Linked DNA regions of Ovis aries: region 1 is linked to region 2. A link is a contact called in public Hi-C data. All regions are on one chromosome and are shown on one strand. Each heading gives the region's core, a stretch centred on a gene start, on an enhancer-like site or on the middle of the called end of the contact. The rest is flanking DNA. Distances are from core to core; before and after follow the strand shown. Region 1 overlaps ERGIC1 (endoplasmic reticulum-golgi intermediate compartment 1). Region 2 holds the start of DUSP1 (dual specificity phosphatase 1).

What was found. Hi-C and Micro-C count contacts between places; a contact is called where the count stands out from the background.
Region 1: a contact with region 2 is called in a Hi-C map of skin fibroblasts, with 3 times the contacts expected there. The contact joins the enhancer-like site here to the promoter of DUSP1 in region 2. A contact is called at or near these places in 2 of 16 Hi-C or Micro-C datasets (muscle and skin fibroblasts).

What each region holds. Positions count from the first base shown.
Region 1 is chr16:4,824,407-4,830,869 of ARS-UI_Ramb_v3.0, forward strand. ERGIC1 (endoplasmic reticulum-golgi intermediate compartment 1) reads left to right here. Exons shown (of 10, transcript XM_015101240.3): 3 at 1,878-1,950. Among named protein-coding and RNA genes, the nearest start is that of RPL26L1, 62 kb to the right of the region's middle. Within about 2 kb of position 2,360, at least 12 of the 54 cell types and tissues checked have an H3K27ac peak or open chromatin away from gene starts, as enhancers often do.
Region 2 is chr16:4,707,961-4,714,940 of ARS-UI_Ramb_v3.0, forward strand. It overlaps DUSP1 (dual specificity phosphatase 1), which reads right to left and starts at 4,732. Exons shown (of 4, transcript XM_004016868.5): 1 at 4,125-4,732; 2 at 3,704-3,849; 3 at 3,120-3,339; 4 at 1,640-2,689. The coding sequence starts at 4,491. The coding sequence ends at 2,319.

The sequences.
Region 1 (6,463 bases), core at 1,110-3,609, 110 kb after region 2:
GACGATCCTAAAAGGAGCTAATGCTTGCACCATTATTACCTGTCAGGCACCGTTTCAAGCCCAGTGTCTGTGTTGTGGAAACCCTCGAGCAGTCCCGTAAGGCAGGTGTTACTACAGTGCCGTTTTGCAGATGAAGAAACAAGCAGAGAGAGGTTGATTAGCTTACCCGGAGACACACAGCATGTCAGTAGCAGGGCGCACTGTGGGAGCCCTTGCTCACGCCTCTGTGATATGCCCGGATGAGGCGCGCTGAGCCCATGTTCTGTATTTTGGGGGCTGGCTTCCTGCCTTCCACAAAGCCTGTTGTATCACCTTCTATGTACCCAGTCCCAGCCCAGACACTGGGGTTGTGGAGTTTTTGCCTTCCGGGTTATCAAACTAGTGAAAGGCAGGGCTGCAGATAGTCAATAACATTTAGGAGGTGTTCAGATGGAGGCTGGCAGCACAGAGGAAAGGGGGACCAGTTCCACCTCTAAGGCCTGGAGGAGCTTCCCATAAGAAGGGACGTTTGAGTTGGGCCTCAGCCTGGGAGGATGAACAGGAGATCACCAGGCAGAGCTGGTAACCAAGGAGGAGGAGTGAAGATGGGGAGGTGCCTTCCAGACAGAGGATCCTCACATTTAGGGGCCAGCACATGGCCCGGGGTGGCTGGGTAGTTAGATGTTAGGGGCACTGTCGGGAGATGGGGCTGGAGAAGAGTTGAGGGCCAGCCCCAGGGGTGCTTGTTATGTCCTGCCCCAGTGAACGACTCCAGGGTCACAAATCCCAGCCTCGCCAGGGGCCAGGCAGGCCAGACAAATATGAGTGACCTGGGACGACCTTGGAGCTCCATTGCACTCTCTGCGTTTCAGACTTGTAGGACCTCCCATGGAGAGCCTTCTCTGGAAGCACGGCTCTGGGTGTCCTCAGTTCTCACCTCTGATGGGGACTCGGGCGCGTTGACGAGTCCATAGCAGGCAGGGAGAGATGGCAGGGGATGCCCTGCCTCAGCCTTGGAATCTGGGTGGCAGGAGGGAACGCTGAGGCCTGAGGCAAACTGGTGAGCCCAGGCCACCCCCTCGTGGAAGCAGGGCTCAGTTGTCCTGGAACAGCCAGAAATCTGGCCTCAGTGTGACGTCTGCACATTGTTCGATGTCGAGTCCAAGGTCTTCTCTTGTTTTGTGTTTATTTTGGCTGCCCTGGGTCTTCATTGGGGCGCACAGGCTTTCTCCCGTTATAGTGTCTGGGCTTAGTTTCGCCACATCATGTGGGGTCTTAGATCCTGGACCAGTGATCGAACCTGCGCCCCTGCATTGGAGGGTGGATTCTTCACCACTGAACCACCAGGGAAGTACCTCCAAGTGTTAACGTGTATATCCATTGAGCCAAACAGAACACATCTGTGGGCCATTGACCTGCAGCTGCCGTTTTGTGACTGACGTCTGTGTTAAAATGTTCTTGTGGGGAGAAGCTGGGCTGGCCCCTCCGAGGACTGGCACTGGTCCTTGGCCCGTAGGAAACCAGGCTGCACGGCAGGAAGGAAGCGGCGGGTGAGGAAGGAGGCGTCATCTGCCGCTCCCCATCTCTCGCATGACTGCCTGGCCCACCTCTCCACTCCCACCCATCCCCCTCCATGGAAAAACTGTCTTTGTGAAATCGGTCACTGGTGCCAGAAGGGTTGGGGGCCTCTGCCTTGGAGGATCTGCCCAAACCGGGGGCTCTGTCCACACGGGCGGGTCAGATCAGCCGGAGGTGGTCTCCCTCTGTGGAGTGGGGCTGCTTCACGCGCAGGCCGAGAGGTGGAAGGGGCTTTGGCCGGGGTCTGTCTGAGGGCAGGGGGCCGGCCTCCTGCCAGTGCCCACCACCCCTTAACTGGGCGTCTGTGTCGTTTCTTTCAGTCTCCGTCTGCTGCTGCCTCTTCATCCTCTTCCTCTTCCTCTCGGAGCTCACCGGATTCATAACGACAGAAATGTAAGTTGTATCCCCCCTGGGCTGGGCCATTCTAGAGGTTCCAGGGGCCCCAGACAAGAAGAGGGTGGGGCTTGACAAAGGACAGAAGCCTCCGAACCTTCCCCCTCCCAGTTTCAAAGCCTGTGGCATCAGTTCCTCCTCTGTGTCCTAAAGGGTTTTAAAGCTAGAGTGAAAACTAACGTCACTTTTTTGAAGCCAAAGAGAAAACTTTGGTTCCCTTCTGGGGTCCGGACGGCGCCTCCTGGGTCCGCAGAGGAGCAGAAATCATTTCCTCCTGTTTGCAGTCTCTGTGTTTGGCCAGTGGGCCTTTTTCCCCTCTGAGTCATCGCAGGGTCATTTGATGTTAGAGCTGGAAGAATTCAGAGGAAAAAAGGAGGGCAGCTTTCTCCCCAAGTGGAGGCGAGGTTCTGACATCAGAGGGCAGCCCCTCCACCACGTCCCCTCCCCTGTCCTGAGCCCACACTGGGTGAGGAGTCCGCGTGGGCTTCCTGGCAGTGATTGATGCATTGTGAATGCATCCCGGATTCCTAGAATCCTCTGTTGTCTAGATAACCCAGTAAATCCTCTGGGGCCTGTGTAACATTGAATGCCACTGGAATTATTCAGTCACGGCCTCATCAGATGCCCCTCCAAGATGAATTAGACCCAGAAGCTTCCTGCCTTCACCTCTGGCTTCCAGACCTCTTCATTTCCATGTTTACGACCCTGAAAGTCATCACGGGGCTGGGCTGTGGCCACCCACTCCCCTGTCCAGCACTGGAATTCTCCTTTTCACTCATGGAATTTCTTGGTTTCCTGTGCCTCCCCGTCAGCCACAAGACAATAGGAAATGGGAAGCTTAGCTGTGCAGCCATCCCTGCCTTTCATCTTCAGACAGCCCTGGGACATAGTTGTCCCCTCTTGACAGATGAGGAAACTGAGGCTCAGAGAGGCGGGGGGACCTGCCCACGGTCCTTCCTCTCCCCCCACCCCACCGCCACAGCTCGCTTCTGAAAATAGCTTTCTGTCCTCCTCTGATGTGGGAGACTTTGTCTCCTTGTTCCTCTGATCCTGTTTGTAGCCCTGATGGCACCAAAGCCCCAGGGGCCACATGGAGCAGTAGAAAGAACACTGGACAAGGCCTTGGCAGGTCCAGGATCAGACGGCCTCTGCTCAGTTACTACCTGCTCTGTGACCTTGGACAAGGTGCCACCCCTCGCTGGGTCCCGGTGCTGCCGGCCAAACAGGGTAGGGTATGCCAGAATCAAGGCACCCTTCCAGGTCTGAGGAGGCTTGTCTGCTTCCTAAGACACAACCCCTTGACCAGGCAAGGGTCAGACAGAGGACTTTGTTCCCCCCAGAATGGACTCTCTCCTAGTCAAGTATGCACATTTGGGCCACTGGATATTTCACGGGTCACCCCATCATGATTTGGAGGTAGAAGCAGGGAGAACAGCCAGAAATTGAGACCTGCTGGTGTTACTAAGGACCTACTGTGTGCCAGGCACCTGGTGGTCTCTCCCAGGCACACCCCACTCCCTGGGAGGGGGGCTGCTGTGCAGACTACTCATGTTCGAGACGAGGTGAGAAGGGGTCCCCATGTGGCAGCTACGAGGAGGGAGCCCTGATCCTGTCCCAGGTGCCAGGCGCAAGGGTGTACGTATTCCAGGCAGGGACGCTGGCAAGTGAAAAGCCCTGAGGCAGGAGTTACCCAATGTATGTATAGAGGGCCGGTGTGGATGGAGCAGAGTGAGCCAACAGGGAGAGTAGAATGTGGAGCGGTGGCCTCTGTGCACTGCCGTAGATCAGTGCGGATCACCCTTGGTCCTGACCCCGTCTGGGGTCAGGTCTGCCTGACTCACTCCTGTGTGGCTGCCTGCTCAAGAGGAGCCAAAGATGCAGGCAGTGACACAGACGGTCAACAGGCAAAAAAAATGGAAGGTGTCAGCCAGTGATAGGGCTCTGAAGAAAAAGCAGGATGGCAAATAAGGAAGGTATGTGGTGTTTTGTGAGATTTTAACAAGACTGTTTACCTACAAGGACCTTAATATAGTGCCTTATATACTTCAACATCAGTAGAGCCATATCCCTTCAGGCCTTCATTCATTTCATATTTCTTCTCTGTGTAACAGAAAACAGCAGTGTGTGTGACGAGTGCTCTTTGTCCTTTCCCTTGAGTTAAGAAGGGGCCTCCCTCACCTTCTGCCGAAGTCCTGAGGGGCTGTTCCTTCAGCTGATCGTCCGTGTCGCCCATGGTGAGGCAGGGCGCTGAGGGAGCACCCAGCAGGTGCGTTTGGATGTCAGAGCCGGTGTCTGCGGCAGGAGGAGCCTGCGGCCGTGTGCAAGCTGGCCAGCTCGCCCGGTTACCGGGGCGGGGCCCACACCTTCCCCAGGAGCACGGTGTGTCCCCGCCACTCTGGCCCGCTCCCCTTTCCAGGACATCCTCTTCTTGGCTCCTGGGGGCAGTCTGGACACTCTGGCCCCACCACATGCCTGGCGAGGAAGAAACATGAGGGGTGAGGGGCAGAATCCAAACATGAGGGGCTGTTCATTCGGTGCTTGCCTTGTGTCCGGCTCTGAGCTGGTGAGCTCCCCGCGGGGAGAGAGGGAGGGCAGGGGGGGTGAGAGAAGAGGCCTGTGGGGCCAGAGGCTCCGTCCACAATGACACGGTGACCCTGATGCCTCCGCTCTGCGGCCTTGTGACCAAGCTGCAGGAGCCGCCCAGAGGGGGTCCTCGGGGCGAGGACTCCAGAGAACATTCCAGACGAGTAAGAGTTGTGCCTCGGGGTCCTTCTTCTCTCAGAAGCTTCTCTGACCACCCCTGGCCCCCAGGAAGCCCTGCTGATCCAGGAGGGACTGTGGGTCAAGTTCTTTTCCTTTTTGGTATGGCTCGCCCTCCCGGGCAGCTTGGTGACCACAGTGGATCGGCCTCCCCACCCCCCACCGTGAAATTGCAACCCGAGGAGATGAGGTCACCGCTGGTGGATCAGCATCGCTCCAGCACTGGCCTGTGTTCTCAGTGACATAAGAGGCTATTCTGACCCAGCCCGGTGAGAGGGAGACCTGTTTGTCTGCGTGGTTGGACTTTGACCCGGCCATTAATTATCCATGGGAAAGTGACCCTGCAGGGTGCTCAGAGGCTCCGTGTTCGCAGGGGAATGGCACCCCATCCTCAGTGGGCATTGCCACAGTCCATTCCGGCCTCTGGCTGCCCAGGCTCTGGCTCTTCTCCACTATTAACTTGATGAGGATTTATAATTTAAAAAATGTGGTCACCGGATCTCTCCATTGATTGTTTACAGCTTAATACAACTCATTGTACTTTTCAGTTTTGATTTATAGCGGGTGACCGTGTGCTGGCCACCGACGCCAGCACTTTACAATGCTCTGCTCTTAATGGTCCCAGAACCCCTGGTGCCAAGTACTGCTGTTGCCATCAGCCTGACTTTATAGCTGGGGAAACTGAGGTACCAGGAGGCTAAAACCACAGCGAGGTTGGTCAGTGAGCTGTCTGAGTGAGAATCAGGCCCAGGCCTGTCTGAGGGCAAAGCCTAGACTTGGTACCAGGCCCCCGTATCCTGCCCTCTCCTGTTCAGAGCATTTTGGAGCCCCGGGGACATGGGAACTCCTGTTTTCTGGAAGGAATAGTTCCCTGAGAGACTTGGATGCACCATTCTAGAGGGGGCGGGGGGCTGCACAGGCAGCGGCCCCTTGCCCACCAAGTTGGAACTTGGGCATTCCCCTGAAAGAATTGGGCATTATCCTCACACGCAGGCCCAGAGTGGGGTGGCCAGTAGCGTAGCCAGGAGGAGGAGCTGGATGGCTCCCTAGGAGCCCAGGTTGCCCACTCTGAGGTCTGGATTGGGAGCCCAAGCTGGGTAGAGAGCATGGCCACCACGTGGAGGAGCAGCAGGAGGCCTGGAGGCTTCTGAGCAGTGATGGGATCAGGTTCGTGCCTAGGAAAGATCACCTCTTGCAAAGATGGGTGTGGGATGAGGTGACCCTGGAGCCCAAGGCCTGGTGGGGGGTGCTGGATGATGACCCAGGACAGAGGGGCTGAGGGTCCCAGGGCAGTGGCTGTGGGGAAAGGGGCGGGGGCAGGACTAGGTGGCTGGAAAAAGATGCTTTCTGGACATCTGCCTGGTAGGTCATAGATGGACTCACTTGCCCCTGGAACTGGAACTGTCAGGATTTCAAACTCAGGGTCCCAGAGAGCTTGCCTACATAACCTCATCCCTCTCCTTCCACTCCCACCCCAGGCCCTTACCACGAGCCTCCCTGCTGTGTAAGTTCCCGTTAAATCAAATGATTAAGCATGGAGGTCAGCAACTTTGGGCAGGAATCCGAAGTATTCAAGTACTCTTCTAAAAGCAAATAAAATTGCTTTCCATAGATGTCATCGGACTCACGCCTCAGCCTAGAATTTCAAGGCCCGCTGTTACATTCCACTTACCCTCCCCTGCCCATACCTCCCCAATCCCTCTCTTCCTCTCTCCCTACGTGGCTGCTGCTCACTGACCCCCATGCTGTCTGG
Region 2 (6,980 bases), core at 3,482-5,981:
CACTTCATCCTTCCTAAGAAAAGCAGTCTCAGGCCCAAAGTGACATTTTCTGGAGGGCCTGAAGACCAGGAACTGAACACACATAGAGGAGGGGCTATTATAATGCTGGCTATCGTGGCTGGAGGGAGGTTAAGTAGCTTGCCCTGGGATACGTGAGTGAATTGTTTTCACTGGCGTTTCCCTTAGGCAGCCACTGTATTTTTCCACTGTGTGGATCACATTGGAGATTAATTCTGGTTCAGCCGATGCCTGCCAAGCAGAAAGCGATGGCCCAAGCCCACAGTGATGGCAGCCATGGCATCTGCCGTGGACTTGAAGTCGCTGGTATGCTTCCACGAAGGGAGATATTTGCAATAGTAAATGTCTAGGGTTTGATAAAAAACAAAACAAAACAAAACAAAGTTGGATATGGTTTGTTTTGAAAGGCGTGAACACTTGTAATCGGAAGCCCAGTCGAGGAAATGAACTTGCCGGCCCAGGGTAAGTTCTCAGAGCAGGGAAAAGAAATCTTCCTGGCGCTGGGAGTCAAGCGGTGCATGGTGACCCAGTGGAGAAAGGTCAAGGCCTTGAACAATGGGCCTGGACCAAGACCACTACTCTGGGAACCCCTGGAAAACTACGCTGTTTGCTTTCTGGCTTCCTACAGCACTTTATCCAGAAACAAAGGAATGCAGAGGCTAAGGGGCCAGCAATCCAGAAGCTTCTCTGTTGTTTAATTCAGCATTAAAGACTGGGCTACGGGTTAGTAGTCAATTACACCTTCTCTGTTTCGGGCTGTTTGGCAAGACAGTGAAAATCCAGAATATTGCCCTAGAGCAAGCCAGATTTAATTGTCTATCTTCTTCAACAAAATTATGAAATCAGGGCAGCAAGTGACCTGAAGGAGGCTGCCACCAAAAATGCTGGGTACAGATGCGGAGATGCCCAGGGAACGGGCTCCAAAACAGTAAGGGTCAGGCTGGGGTGGGGGCTCCAGGTGACTTGTCTGCATTGTATTGGCTTACTGTGCTCAGTATTCCTTTCATAATTAATAAAGGTCTTTTCAAAAGAAAAAGAGCACGTGAGGAGCAAGTTATGAAATAAAAAGGCCATAAAATTAGGAAACAAAACAGACACAGGGCCCAACTCCCCCACTTGTGTTCCTTAGCTATGCTGGGTCTCTATCCTTTACAGATCTTGCTGAGTTGTTCTGGGGTAAGCACAGCCCACCTTGCACATGGTAGAAACACACTTGTGCCAAGCCTACTGAGAAACTATCTTTATCTCTTTAGTAGAGATCAGAGGAGGGGAGGAGGCTTTTTAAGATTAACCTGGGGGAAGGTATTAAATGAAAAAAGCAACCAAGCATATGGGCCACTTATTCCTAGTTTTGGCTCTGGGTACACTTGGGTTCCCTGTGTGACATGTTGGGAAAAACATAGGCAGACACTCGAATTCATTACCAAGAGCAGGTTCTAGTACTTTTTAAAAATAATTGATCACATTTCTCTACCACCCTGGCAACCCAGCCATCTCATGGGACTGGGGGGCCACCAAGGAGTATGGGATCAGATGCCAAAACATATTCTGAAGGACCTTGTTTTCCCCTATTCCAGTTATGGGAAAGGAATCAGAGGGCTGACCAAGAAAAGCATCGAGATTTCAATAGAAATGCCATAATTTATTCTGTTGTATAAAAAAGTCATCCTTATGTAACAAAATGTCTTCTTAGAAGAAGATATATATTATTTCAGGTCATAAATAATCAGCAAACATACAACTGTTGGCAACTTAAAAAACAAAACAAAATCAACACTGGTGCTTTCCAGTGTTGAAAACAAACCTGCTTAGGATATATTTACAGGATATTACAGTACTCAAACACAAAAATTGAGGTATTTGGTTCTTCTAGGAGTAGACACTGACATTTGTGAAGGTGGACCGCCTACACAAAAATAAATAAAACAAAGTATATTCTCATATGTATATGCGTTGTCGGGAATGGTAATACTGGTAGGTATGTCAAGCATGAAAAGTGTCTTCAGAAAACAGGGACAAAAAGAGAAATCGGCTCTCACACTTGAGTCCTCTCTCTTCTGCCCCTTTCTGTCCGAGGGACTTGATGTACGCACTGTATGTTGGTCCCGAAATGTGCTGAGTTCAGCAAACATCTTGGCGTGAAGTCATCATTACAACTGCTCAGGAACCCAGTGGAACTTGGGTGAAATTAAATAAATAAAGACCAGCCCTCACGAGCCCCCTTCCCTGGAGTTATTGCATTTCCACTTTCCAGGAGCCTGGAATCCCGGTGGGTTGTGAAGATCACCTCCCGTGGCTTTTCAGCAGCTGGGAGAGGTCGTGATAGGGCTCTGAAGGTAGCTCAATGCACTGTTTGTGGGGTGGACGGGAATGGAGACCGGGAAGTTGAAGACAGTGGTGGTGGAGGTGCTGCAGTCAAGCACAGCCATGGCGGGGCTCCCCGCCTCTGCCGAGCAGTGGGGGGCCAGGACCTGCGACTCAAACTGCAGCAGCTGGCCCATGAAGCTGAAGTTGGGGGAGATGATGCTTCTCCTCTGCTTCACGAACTCAAAGGCCTCATCCAGCTTGACTCGGTTAGTCCTCATGAGGTAAGCGAGGCAGATGGTGGCCGATCGGGAAATGCCCGCCTGACAGTGGACAAACACCCTTCCACCAGCATTCTTGATGGAGTCTGGAAAACAAAGGGCAGCTGGTTATTTGAGAGCCCAGGAGAATAACTCCAACCAACCCCAGGTGTCTAAGAAATGCCACATGTGTCCTGTCCAGTATGGTCGATATCACCTCATGTCATCACAGACATACTGTCCATGAAGGCAATGTGGGCACAGTGGATTTAAACAGCCGGGGATTTAAACCCAGGCAAGGCATCGCCACTAAGCAGATTGATATTGGACAGATCAATTCAACCTGAGATTCAGTTTGCTAATTTATAAAGTGGGACATCGAAACTGTACTTTGCAGGGATGCTGCCCATGCCAGACTGATTTTAATGTCTAGAGGAAAGCTTAAATCTATGTTGCTCAAGTTCTTGCCATGGAATTTAGTCTCAGTCACTGAAACAGAAGGAGTGTGGCAAAGTCCCAGGCATCTGCTCCACTTACCTATGAAGTCAATTGCCTCATTGAACCAGGAGCTGATGTCTGCCTTGTGGTTGTCCTCCACGGGGATGCTCTTGTACTGGTAGTGACCCTCGAAATGGTTGGGACAGTTTGCAGAGACGTTGATCAAGGCAGTGATGCCCAAGGCATCCAGCATGTCCTTGCGGGAAGCATGATAGGCACTGCCCAGGTACAGAAAGGGCAGGATCTCCACTGGGCCACCCTGAAATCCAGAAACATCCAACGCTTGTCAAGCTTTGTTCAACGGCAATGGTGGTGCCCACATCCACAAAACCTCCCTCCTGGATAAGTTAGTTTCAATATTGGGTGAACCTCACAGCACTGTTAAGAGTGTCAATAAATAAGGGACTAAACCCATTTGCCTAGGCAGGGCCAACAAGCTAATTTCTGTAGTGCCAACAATTACAGGCTCGGCTCCATCATGCCATGTAACCACGGGATAAATGAAATCTCCTGTGTCCCCTGTTATAAATAAAGCTGCACGTCACTTTCTATATTTTCACTAGCGCGGCTCTGCCACCTTTGCCAGCTCTTCCTTCTCCCCTCCGGCACAGCCCCCTACTAACCTGATCGTAGAGCGGGGTGCTGCAGGAACTGCACCCCGATTCAGCGCTGTCAGGGACACTAGTACTCAGGGGAAGGCTGAGCCCCATGGGGGTCGACTGTTTGCTGCACAGCTCCGGGTAGGAAGCAGAAAAAGCTTCATATCCTCCTGGGAACACAAAGAGACACATATTTTTCATTAGTACCGCCGAGACAGGGTACCTTCATACAACTTCCTCATCCACCAGAGCTGGAAGTTTAGCCCGGGGAGCCCCAGGCGAGTCTTTGTTCCTAGAGCCAAACAAAGCCAACAAGTCCCCACAATGCGACTCAGGCGTCCAAGCTCTCAGGTGGAGCAGCACCCCCCGCAGCTGAGAACCAGGGGTCCCCAGACTAGGCGGCGGAGGGCGTGAGGCCCGCCCCTGAGCGTCCCCGAAGGCGTACCTTTGAGCAAAAAGATTTGCGCGCTGCGCGCCTCGCGGCAGAGCGCGCCGGCGGCCAGCGCCAGGGTGCCGTCGCGCTTGGCGCAGTCCAGCGCGGCGCTGCGCTCGTCCAGCAGCACCACTGCGTGGTAGGCGCCGGCCAGCAGGCGGCCGCGCAGCTCGGCGTTGGGCACGATGTGCTCCAGACCCATGGCGCCCTTGGCCCGCCGACGCACAATGGTGCTGAAGCGCACGTTGACCGAGCCGGCGATGTGGCCGGCGTTGAAAGCGAAGAAGGAGCGACAGTCCAACAGCAGGCACTGCGCCGCGCGCTCCCGCAGCAGCGTCCGGAGGCCTCCGGCGTCCAGGGAGACCACTTCCATGACCATGGCCGGCCCCAGCGCCCCCAGCGTGCAAGTCGTCCTACGTTCTTTGTCCCGGGAAGCGAACAGCAGGGCGATGGCTTTCGAGGAAAAGCCCGACCCCGGTTTTCTTTGCGCCAAACCCAAACTGCCTTTGGACCGAGCGAGGGGTCGCCGTGTGGGACTCTCGACCGCCTCGGCTTCCTTGTTGCTCTCCCGACGGCCCTTCCACCCGCGATTCGCCCAGGGCCCCGAAGTCTTTCGCAGCGAGTCCGAGCCGGCGGAGAGCGTTTATATTGTGGCTCCGCGTAAGCAAGCGGGGCGGCGCGGGGCGGGGCGCGCGCGCGCGCGCGCTGTGGGGGAGGGGATTGTTTGTTTGAATGACGGTCACGTGACTGGTGTGGTGACGTCACCCGCCTTGCCGGGTTTGGCGCCGGAGCAGCCAAAGGCGAAGACGTCAGCGGCCTCCGAGTGGGGTCCGCTGGCTAAGCTCTGGCTCGGGCTTCGGCCTCCGCCCGGCCGTCCAGCCTGCGCCTGGCGCGTCCCTAGGGAGCTGGTCCGGGCCACTCTCCGGGCCCAGCGGGGAGGGGAGAGGGTGGGCGCTCTGCCAGCCGAGGGCTGACTCCCGTGTGCGAGTGCCTGGGAGCGGGCCGCGTGCCATGGGCCCCCGCCTCCCCCTTTCCACCCCCTCCACCGCGCCGCGTCCCGGCGCCCGCTCCTCCGCCGACCGGAGCCGAAAGGGGTCTCCTTTGTTACTGGATACACAGGCGCCCCTTTCTCTCATTTCCCCGTACCCAGCAGGCGAGGAAACACGGGTTCCCGAGGAGAAGCGATTTATTATACTTGCCCAGTATCGCACTGCTGGGGGTGAGCGGGCCGAGGGGAGACTGAAATGAGGGTCGGAGAAAAATTGAGTTTGTCCGCTCAAGAACAACCGGGGTAGGTTGGGGTGGAGGTGTTCAGGGAAATACATTCCTGTTCCCCAGGCTTTCCTGTTACTTTAAAATGTACATTTAACAAGTAAAATGCGGTCCAACCAAACCCCAAGCAGAAAAATGTCAATCCTAGTCATGTGGTCCTTACGTGGTTGTGAGCCGAGGAAGGCGGGTCAGGGGTCTGAAATGAGGGTGGGGGCCGCAAGGTGCGGTTGTGGATTGCGGACGTCCGGCTTTTAGTGAGGCGACCCCCCGCCCAGTGCGGATCGACAGCGCCCCCGCAGGGACCGCCAGACACCTTTCTTCTGCTCGCGTTTTCTTAAGTCTCAGCGGCTTCATCTCTTTGTGGTGGTTTCTTCAGATTCTTTGCGACCTCATGGACTGGAGCCCACCAGGCTCCTCTGTCCATAGAATTTCCCAGGCAAGAATACTGGAGTGGGTTACCATTCCCTTTTCCTGGGGATTTTCTTTTAGTCCCCAAACATGTACTGATTGAGCGCCTACTAAGCGCCGGGCTGGGGACTGCAACTGGGAACCGGAGCACCGTCCAGCCCCAGGGCCCTGGTTCTTGCCATCAACGTGAGCTGGTCTTGAAATATAATCCTACAGCATTTTAAGAGGATTTACAGGACCTGGACAAAGGTTTGGGGAGACCTCCATAAGGTCACCCTCATCCTGGGCCCTAGTGAAGCCCTCCGACCTCCCGATCCCCGGCAGCACCACACAAACACAAATATTGCGCCATCAGGCTGGGGTGCTGAGTCAGGAACATTCTGTGGTTTCCTCCCCTCTCCTCTAGGAGAGCGGGGTATTTCACTAACACCCAGTGTCGTTGATCCGCTGGTTGTATCAGCAGAGGCAACTTCTGCATTTGCCTCGCTTAGTGTTCTCACATGCTCAGACTTTCTGCCTAAATTCTAAAAAAGTAAAAGGCTAAGTGCTTTTTTAAAAAGAGCATTTTTGGCCTTCAGGTGAACACTGGCTGAGAACAGCAAAGAGGTCCTTAGATTATGGCAACACCCGCCCTGTATCTTTTAAAAAAAAGAGAAAGTATTTGTTTATACTACTTATTCAGCTGAGGAACTCAACATATTTTATGCATTGAATCATGAAATGTTACAGCTGCTGACTTTTCACAGCATACCAACTTGATCTATCCCAAGTTGTGTGTGTGTGTGTGTGTGTTTTACCAAGAGCAGTTTTTAATACCTACATATTTTCAAAAAGCAAACTTTTTTTAATGCAAATATTAGAGCGGTAAGTGGCAGTGTGGCCCTACAATCAGGTGTCTGCTGAGCTCTGCACGGTTTTCCTCTCTAGCCTGTCTAGAAAGAGCAGAGCTTGGCCCCCATGCTGTCATTTTGCTCCTGGGTGATCCTAGCTGAATCTCTTCCCCTAATGAGCCTCTAAGCTGACATCTGAACAATTTTCTTACAACTGCCTACTTTGTGAATGATTTGAGGCCCAAGTTAGAGATGATAGATATAAGGAGCCCAGGCCCTACCCATGCCTTCTTGCTATGATTCACTAGATCTTTTGGTCTTCCCCTTCCCAGAAGAGCACTTCTTATATAATCAGGCC